3 separate regions of the Mus musculus genome follow, and all the other regions are linked to region 1. A link is a contact called in public HiChIP or PLAC-seq and promoter capture Hi-C data. All regions are on one chromosome and are shown on one strand. The core of a region is the stretch at or near the end of the contact, and the rest is flanking DNA. Distances in the headings are between cores, read along the strand shown. Region 1 overlaps Ppp2r3a (protein phosphatase 2, regulatory subunit B'', alpha). Region 2 overlaps Ephb1 (Eph receptor B1). Region 3 holds the start of Stag1 (stromal antigen 1).

Region 1 (2,954 bases), core at 327-2,826:
TTATTCATAAAGATCTGAGACATATCTTTTCTACATGTAGAAAACATATTTGAAAACAACAGGTTTTAACATTGCTGAAGCAGAAAAGAAAAAATGAGAAGTGTCCTGTTGTTTTCATTTATTTGGTTCCATCAGTGCAAATTGTCCCAAACAATTGTGTTCCCTGGATGAGTAAATAGAGAGCTATGGAGATAGCATAAATCACTAATCTCCCTGAAATCCGGGGTAGTAATAAGGCCTACTGCCCTTAACTTAAATGATTCCTAGGCTGGAAAGCTCTGATACGCAGGCTTTGTGTCTTGTTTTTCTCGCCTACACATGCTTTCTTTTTACTGTGCTCCTGCCTACCTTTATGGGCTAGTGGCAACTGTCCTTGCAAACCTCAGTATAATTGATTCAAGTTTCCATTCTCTTATTTCATCATTCATCCACTGGTTTCTTGAGACAGCTCTTGGTATTTTAATAGTGTAGGTTATATCCTCTTGCTGTCTCCAGTGCTAGGATTACAGGCAGGCACGAGCAAGCACCATCATGCACAGCTCTTTTTCCTATTCTAATCTTCTGTTACAAATAGATCTTAGTGGGAAATCAGAGAGCCATTTAGATATGTGCGTAAACCAAAGAGTCAGGATTCACCGAACTCCCAGACTACAGAGTTCGTGACAGTTATTCTGATTATTTCATAGCCTTTTCTTGTTTCTGACCAGATTCTTTAAAGATTTCCATACAACATTATTTTGATTATATTCTTTCTCAACTTTGATCCTCAACTTTGTTTTTCTCATTCTTAGAAACAAACAACAAGAAAACATCCCGTCCTGGTCCCCCTACCCCCCTCGCAACCTAGTTCATTTTATGTTGGCCAACTCTTCCAAACTCTTCCAATGAGGTTTGCCCTGGAGAACTGTTGATACACCCAGGATCACTCCATTAAGAAAACTGATTTTATCTCTTCCAAATACTATCAGTTCCTGCTAGGTTCTTAACGATGGCTGATGTTAAATTCTACAGTTTCCTGAGATGCTCCATGCTTACCGCGACTGGCTAGGGAGGAGGCTGGATACAGTGGAAACAGCCCTGCTTTGTCCATTTTATACTGAGTTTTGTTTTAGATTCCATCTAACAAGATTTTTTTACTACTAAAACAATTTGAAAACCATTCTTAACAATCTGGCTTCTAGATGTATGTAGCTCAGTTGCATAGTTACACTTTAAAATGAAAAATTATAGTTATACTTTACAAGTATAGATATACTTTAAAATGAAAAAAAATCACCATAAGGTATATGGTGGTATATACCTTAATCCTAGCATTTGGGATTAAGAGTTTGATGTTAGCACTGGCTATACAGTAAGACGCCGTTATTAACAAACAAAAAATTTCAGAAACAACCAGCCAAAGAAACAAACAAAAAACCCCCTTTCATACTCCAAAAATAAATTCCATTTTTAAAAGGTACAAAAAAAAATATCACCTGAAGTAAAGGGATAAAATCCTCTTGTTCTAGATAGCTGCAGCTGGGCTTTGCCAGAAGCCAGATGAACTTGGCAGCATCGTCATGACGGTTACTTAGCAACCTACAAAAGAAACACTGGTTAGGAAGATCTGGTGCTCAGAACATACAATGACTACACACTTACAGGCTGGTAATTTTAGGCTGACTTGGGTGCTATTTAGATTAAGAATCAAATGTTCTTTGTCTTTTCATTTTCAGTGCTGGGAATTAAAGGGTAAGCTTTGTGCAAGTCCCCTACTACTGTTACCCCTGACCATGGCTTCCATGCTTCTGGTTTTTGTCAAAGGAGTGTCAATTACAGGATGGTGAACTTTTCTTCTGGGATGTTTTTGAGACCGAGACCATGGGGTGAAACTAACTGATAAAGGTAAATGTGTTATTAGGGAGAAGGCTCATTCAGTTAAGCCTCACGGGGCTTTAAACTCTGACTTTTAAAGAACAAGCTTCGGGACGAAGCCCTCTGTCACGTGTTCTGACTTTCTAGAATTCCTCACCTCCAACCATAGTTCCATAGACCCTGACAGAAAAGTCAAAGCACTGAAAAAGCAAAACAACTACTTTTTCCTGGACTTTGTTTTTTATGTTTGTTAGTTTTTGTAAAAATGGTGGTGCTAAGCCAGGCAGAGGTGGCACATGACTTTAATGCCAACACTTGGGAGGCAGAACTAGGGCAATCTTGGTGAGTTTGAGGCCAGCCTGGACTACAGAACTAGTTCCAGGACAGCTAGTTCCAGGACAGAAACCGTGTCTTGAAAACAAAACCCAGAACAATAACAATAGGGAAAAGGGTGCTACTCAGACTTTGTTTTCTGGGTTTGAAACTTTGGGGTCATTTAATTTTTTCTTATCATCTATATCTAATTATTAACTCCAGATTTTCTGATTTTCCTTCATTAATCAAATTGATTATTGAATGCAAACTGTATGTCAGGTATTTTATCTGGCCTTGAATGGGTTTGGATAAAAGAAAATGAGATAGTTTTATTCCCTATAAGGAATGTACAGTTCAGTGTTTGGTTTCCAACAGAATCATACGACTGTGGAACCACTGCGGTATTGAGTAATGAGTACAGCTGTCATGAAAGCACAGAGCAGGCCCGTGAGATTTCCAGCAGAGAAAAATAGGAAAGAAAGAAGTGTTGTGGTGAGGAGGGCCGCATGCACAGATGCCTGGTGAGAGAGTCATTACAGCGTCTGGGCAACACCCAGTGCAGAGCTCGTAAGAGGAGGGGAGAATTTAAGGTGCTTGTTCTAAATCCAGCCCAAAGGCACTCTGACAGCAGGGAAATGATTTCCTTATGCTTAGGACTTCACTATTCAACTTCAAATTCTATACAGCTCTCACTAACAGAGTAAGCCAGGATGCATGTGTCTATGTCAAAATATTGTAATTCTATATTATCACCTTCTAGTTATTCTTTGTGCTTGAATACTTTT
Region 2 (2,954 bases), core at 183-2,682, 760 kb after region 1:
TTACAGCAACTGCAGGAGGATAATGCATGGGCTACACATAGCGGTATTAGGCAGCTATTTAAAAATCACTGCTCCAGACTCTTACAAAATATTGCTATTAACGAGTGGTACTTGGGGATGAGGGGTACTGCCTGACACCTTATTTCAAAGCCTCTTAATTAATCTTCGGCCCCAATAACATTTATTCTGTGCTGTATATCAGACTCCAGCCACAGTCCACACCATAGAGGACTCTTTCCTAGCACGCAGCAAGTCCTAAGATCTAGGTAGCAACTTCAGCCAAGACTGCCACACTCTAGATGTTCCCAACACTAAAGGCAAGGTATGCTCTACAAACCCAAGTGGCCAAGCCCAAGAGTGCTCAGGATTATCTGCCCGCTGCAGTCACTCAAAGGACGTCTTTATTGCACTAACCATCCCAGATACTGTCACTTATGTAGAATTCCTGGGAGTAATGCTCAAGGTTAGTAGAATTAACGGGAATCGGAATTAGATTAGAATCACGGGTAGGTGGCTTTAATATGTCGACAAGAGTGGTTCCCTAGACCACAGAAGGGGATGTGAGCCCTGGCCAGCAATGTGAGTTAGCAGGAGGCTGCACATGCATAGCAAGTATTTGTCAATACCCTGCTAAATCTAACACACTCTTAAGAAAAGGGAACAGAGGGCAAGTTTGCCTTGCATGTCAAGAGTCACTCTGGAGTGGGCAGATTGGACACACCCCTTGAGGCAGTGAGCATCCTGACTGTAGTTGACCAGCCTGGGTGAGGCAGCCACCCATGAAAGCAGCTCTGTGCAGTGCTGGGTAGACAAGTTGGGGCGCAGATGGGCCCTGTCTTCAGAACACATCTATGTGATACGCTCCCCCGCTTCCTGTTCCTCAGTCGCTGTCTGCTACTTTGGACCAAAAAAGTCAGAAGTGAGTCTAAGTGCTAAACGAGAAAAGTATTTTAAAAGGAGTGGCTGGCATCAAAGGTTTGGGCAAGCACACCAACCCATTTTCCTCAAACTAATAGGTAAAGTGATTTTTTTTTTCTAGATAAGACCAGAATCTGTCAAGCTTCTGCTTGCCCCCTCCCTCCCGGCTCTTAACAGCCAGTGGAAAAGGCTCCTTCTGGCTGCTGAATTGCAACTGAGCCTATGTAACAAAGAGGTGCTTCCCAGGATGCCAGGAAATTGCAGGAAAAATGGTCTCTCCACCTTTGGAAAGAGTTCATCTGGCCCTGCTGCTGCCTTCCTTCTAGAGGCCAAGCTCTTGTTAGAGACACTGCAATTTATTCCCTTGCTGAGGACTATGATGCAGGAAATGGAGAAGGAGAAGGACTCTGAGCATTTGGTTGGCTGCTGGGACAGGTGAGCTTCTGAGATGGTGATCTCATTTGTCTTGCAAATACCACGCACACACTACCCAGAAGAGGGGCTGGGAGACAAGCCACCAAGCCTCGGTGACTGCAGATGGAATTGTTTCTAAACAGAATGTTTTTCAAAGCTTCTCTTGAAGCATTAGCTGTGCCTGCAAAATGAATGACACAATGTATTTCGTACAAGTAATAAAATATGTGATTTGAATAACTACAAATGAAAAGATTTACAGTCAGTGGGCTCCTGGCTGCCTCTCCCCTGAGCTCTGTCTGTGCCGAACTCCTTCTGCAAGATGCTGCAAGAGGTAATTGCAGCCCAAACATCATTTCCCAGCACCTAGAGAAAGGCCTATTTGGACATAAATTAACTAAAAATATGCAGGTGATAGTGTGTATTTCATGTGTGAAGAACAGAAAGGCCACTTGGTGATGTTTCCGATTTGGGGGTGGGGGGTGGGGGGTGGAAATCCCTGTTCTGAACCAAACAGATGAAACAGAAGTCATTTCTCTGCACTACCCTGACAGGAAAACAGCTGGCTTTTACTACCCATACCCAAAACAGCCCCTGCCACTAAAACAGCCCCCGCCACGGCTCGATCATTATTATCTGCCATCATTCAGCACTCTAGAGTTTACAATTAGAAAGAAAGGGTAGCTAGACAGTTTAAATGTGATTCTAAAGCTGCCGTCATTCATTTGACAAGGACCTGGGAGGTAACCTTCCTGCTGGCCTGGATCAGTCCCGCAGAAGGAGCGAACAGGGCTTCTGCCCTGAAGAAGGCAGTGTTGGAGACCAAGTCACCGAGGTGTAGGCAGGTTCTCTCCTGCATGGGACCCCAAAGCTGGGACCTGCTATCACTGCCTCTGAAGAGCCACCTTGGAGAGAGGAGTTGGACCAAATGTAGGAATGGAAGGAACAGATTATCTGTGCATTTTGTCTTAGCTGACAGACTGACCACTGATAACCCAGGGAGGGTTCCATCCATCCATCCATCCATCCATCCATCCATCCATCCATCCATCAGGGGTCTAGTGAACAGGTCTGGGCTCCCTTGTTTTGGAAACAAAATTCCCTTGCTTACTTAGGGCTTAGGGACCGTGAGCCTCTGGGGTCTCTAGATGACAAGTGGACATGAAGGATCAGGAAGCAGGGAACAGGCAAGGTTGTAAGGAGGCTCAGAGTTCACCTGGATGGGATGTCACCCTCCTTTCTGGGGCCATAGCCACTGTGTGTCATCTATTGCTTCCCAGAACCCTGCCTAAACTGAGTTTTCTCCTGGAACTCATCTAATCTGTCCTCTGAACCTCATCTGCCACCCTCCTCAGCCCCAGTCCACTCTAAGCAGCTACAGCCCACCACCCCCTGCCCCAACCCCATCTTTAGACAGTCCAGTTGCTACATCTCAGTGCCTCAACATGTCCACAATTCCTTGGGCACTCTTGCCTCCATCCTCCTACCTCCATCCCTGTGCTTCCCTCCCACCCTCATCCTACCTGCCACACACACACACACACACACACACACACACACACACACACACTCTATTCCATTTCTACTTCTGTGCATGCAGGGTACTGGGTCTCTCTGCGGCC
Region 3 (2,954 bases), core at 190-2,689, 540 kb before region 1:
TTGTTTTTAAAGATAAATGGAAACTAAAAAAAAAAAACAAAACAAAAAACAAAACAAAACAGAAAGCACCTAGAAGATAAAATACTGAAGCTATTCTAGAAAAAAAAAAGGCAATGGCATTCAGGCAGGGCTGGACTGGGGAGAGAAGGGAATGGGGGATGGTTAAACTAGGTGAGATTTTTTTGAGATCACGACTACAAACATGTTGATAGAATATCAGCTCTTTATCAGAGTCCCACACATTCGATAGATTAAATTACATATGACTATGGCTTGGAGCCCGCACCGTCTTTTAACAAGGCAAGCTAAAAACAGGCTCTGCAGAGAACACAATAGGAAGTCAATCAGAGGCTAGTAAACGAGATACTTTGCTGAAAGGACTGTCACGAATTCATACCAAAGTTCCTCCAGTGATGTGGAACGCACTTTGCAACCTTTGGGATACATTCCAGAGACAATTGAGGTACTAGCTAGCTAGCCAGCCCTCAAGACTATAAACAAGTTTAACGTTTCTAAGGAGATATTGAAAATGCAGCTGCCTCTGCCAATAAAAAAAAATTGAGTCAGCAATGAGGCTGATGACCTACAAGACCAAGAATTCACTTTTGTAGTGCGGAGTTAATAAGCAGGCGGAAGGTTAGGAGAGCCTTGGTCAAGGACAGCTTAGGTAGAGAGCAGCAGGGAAGGAAGGGGTCAAGATCTACGCCTGGCTATTTCCCTTTCGGCTAGGCTCCATTATTCGCACGTCCATTTGAGAACCACAGAAAGCAGTCCTAGGCTGTGGGAGAATCTGATTGCTCGCAGAGTCTATCTTCACCGTGTAGCTTCTCCTTTCTCACTAACTAGCCAATGCTGCCGCCTTATGCAAAGCTTGCACCTCGGCGAGAACCTGCTTTACAGAGGCAGGACGACGCCAATCGGCCTGGAGCGGTCACTGTTTCCTTTTAGCTCCGCGGCAGGCAGGGGGTTCGTCCCAGTGCTCGAAACCTTTTCAACCTCGTTCTGAAAAAGCGCCTCATCAATAATAATAAACCGCGCGTTCAATTCTAGCTTGGAGACTCCCGCTAACCGGGGAGGGAGCAGGGCTCGGGGGCGCGTTGGCACGGCTCACCCCGATAACGGGCGGGTGTGGGCGGCTGGCAGCCTCAGGGCGGGAGCGGAGCGCGGCCCCCGCCGGGGAGGGGCCTCGGCGGAAGAGCCGGGGGCGGACTTCTTCCAGGCTCTTGGAGAAGCTCTAAAAATGGCGGGCGGCAACCCAGCGAGCGGGTCGCGCAGGCGCCGCGGAGTCCGTCCTTCCGCTCGCCTGGGGCGGCCCAGGAGCTGTCCACAGCGCCCTCGTCCAGACGTCTCCGCGGCTCGCCATTGGCCGAGCGGAGCAGGAGCCTCGCAGAGGGGGGCGGTGCAGCCACGCAAAAGGCCACGTTTCCCGCGCCGCTGCTGCGCGTGCGCGCCCCCCGGAGGCGAGCGATGGCGCGCGGCCCCGTCCGAGGGCCCCTGCTCGCGCCTCAGCTCCCTCCCCTTTCCGGGCAGGCCCGTCCTGTCAGCGGAGCAGTGAGCAGCGCGGCCAGCAGAGGGCGGTCGGGACCCGAGTCTGCAGCGGCGCCATTGGCGTGTGGAAAATGCCACCAGATGGCGGGTTAGGATTGCAGCTCCGTTGAAGGCGCGGCCCCCGCTCCCGAACCCCCGGCGACCACCCCGTAACCACCCCCCCACCTCGGGAATAACACACCGGAGACTTTTGGGGGGAAACTAGGTCGACGGCCGACAGCGCCCGGATGGGCAGCTGAGGTGAGCGCGGGCGGCGGCGGCGGCGGCGGGGGGCGGGAAAGGGGGAAATGCGGCGGCGGCGGCGGCAGCGGCGCGGGGGCTGGAAGCGCCGATCCAAGATGGAGGCCGGGCGAGAGCTTGGGAGCGCGAGCGGCGAGCGGCGGGCGGGCGGGCGGGCCGGCGCGGGCCCCGCGCGGGGGAGGGAGGCCGCGCGGGCCTGTGCGCGGCGCGGCGCGGCGGCTGCAGGCGGGCGGCCGAGCGTCCGGGACCCGCTGTGGGCGCGGCGGGCGCTCCGCTTCCCTCCACCCCTCCCCGCGGGCCGCGAAAACGGTGCCCCCGCCCGCCCGGGCTCCGCGGCGGTAGCGCGGAAGCCTTTGTGGCGCGCTCGGGCCCGCCGCCAAGCCCGCCCTCCGCCCCCCCGCCCGGGCTCTCGGGACTCGCCCGCGCCCGGGCCAGCCTAGGCGGGCTGGCGCGAACGCCTTCCGCCGCCCTGCGTTTCTGCGGTGCTTTGGCGGCGGCGGCGTCACATGACAAGGAGCTCGCTTCTGTCGAGGGTCCTGGGGGTCGCTCAGCCCAGACTGCTGTCCCAGGCCCCTGCTTTGCTGGGGTGGGGTAGGGCTGAGGACCTGGGCCGACGGGACGTCGCAGTCCTGGCTTTCCCGCTATCCGCCGTCCGAGCTCCGGGTGAAACGTGTCCAGGCCGGAGCACTGCCCCGCTAGTTTCCCAATCCCCCGGGAGATGAGGCCAATAAAAGTTGTTTTTCCTCTTCCCTGAAGGTGGGGGGCGGGATGAAGAGCTGGGAAACCCGAGTGCTGGGAGCTGGACTTGGAGGGGTCCGAACCGAGTGCTGTTTGTGTGTAGTAGGGACCACAACATTTTCTGGTTTTCGGATTGTCACGTCACCCGCTTCTGTCTACGTTAGGATTGTTACTGATTCTTTCCACATTGCAGACAGTCGTGTCCTGGGAGTGTTAAGCTCTGGGGTGGTTTTGGAGCCCTATAGACCCCAAATAGTGCAGTTTGTGGTAGCGAGTTATTTGCTGTTGAAGTTGGTGTTAACATGAGGGGCATGTTTATTCTCTTCTGGTTGTGCTTAGAGACAGCTATATTTTACATCTAGCAAAAGTAGTGTTTGTGAAAGTACCAAAATCCGCATAAAGTTGTACGATGTGTAACTTAATGGAAT

The links. Promoter capture Hi-C pulls out the DNA fragments that hold promoters and counts their contacts. HiChIP or PLAC-seq counts read pairs in DNA pulled down with a chosen protein or histone mark.
Region 2: a promoter capture Hi-C map of hippocampal neurons shows a contact between it and region 1, with 3 times the contacts expected there. The contact joins two enhancer-like sites. A contact is called at or near these places in 1 of 39 promoter capture datasets (hippocampal neurons), 1 of 484 Hi-C or Micro-C datasets (cerebellum) and 1 of 115 datasets of contacts at active chromatin or transcription factors (astrocytes).
Region 3: a contact with region 1 is called in an H3K4me3 HiChIP or PLAC-seq map of forebrain, with 3 times the contacts expected there. The contact joins the promoter of Stag1 here to the enhancer-like site in region 1. A contact is called at or near these places in 10 of 484 Hi-C or Micro-C datasets (the G1E-ER4 cell line, bone marrow-derived macrophages, brain and 6 more), 13 of 115 datasets of contacts at active chromatin or transcription factors (the 230-238 cell line, the HPC-7 cell line, the SCID.adh cell line and 10 more) and 1 of 9 other capture datasets (macrophages).

What each region holds. Positions count from the first base shown.
Region 1 is chr9:101,178,860-101,181,813 of GRCm38.p6, forward strand. Ppp2r3a (protein phosphatase 2, regulatory subunit B'', alpha) reads right to left here. Exons shown (of 14, transcript NM_001161362.3): 5 at 1,476-1,578. Among named protein-coding and RNA genes, the nearest start is that of Gm24338, 43 kb to the right of the region's middle. Within about 2 kb of position 1,577, at least 33 of the 459 cell types and tissues checked have an H3K27ac peak or open chromatin away from gene starts, as enhancers often do. A contact at or near this core is called in cortical neurons, forebrain, hippocampal neurons and 3 more, where this site is marked.
Region 2 is chr9:101,941,644-101,944,597 of GRCm38.p6, forward strand. All of the region lies in intron 12 of Ephb1 (Eph receptor B1), which reads right to left. Among named protein-coding and RNA genes, the nearest start is that of Gm31326, 41 kb to the right of the region's middle. Within about 2 kb of position 1,433, at least 10 of the 459 cell types and tissues checked have an H3K27ac peak or open chromatin away from gene starts, as enhancers often do. A contact at or near this core is called in hippocampal neurons, where this site is marked.
Region 3 is chr9:100,642,009-100,644,962 of GRCm38.p6, forward strand. It overlaps Stag1 (stromal antigen 1), which reads left to right and starts at 1,440. Exons shown (of 34, transcript NM_009282.4): 1 at 1,440-1,788.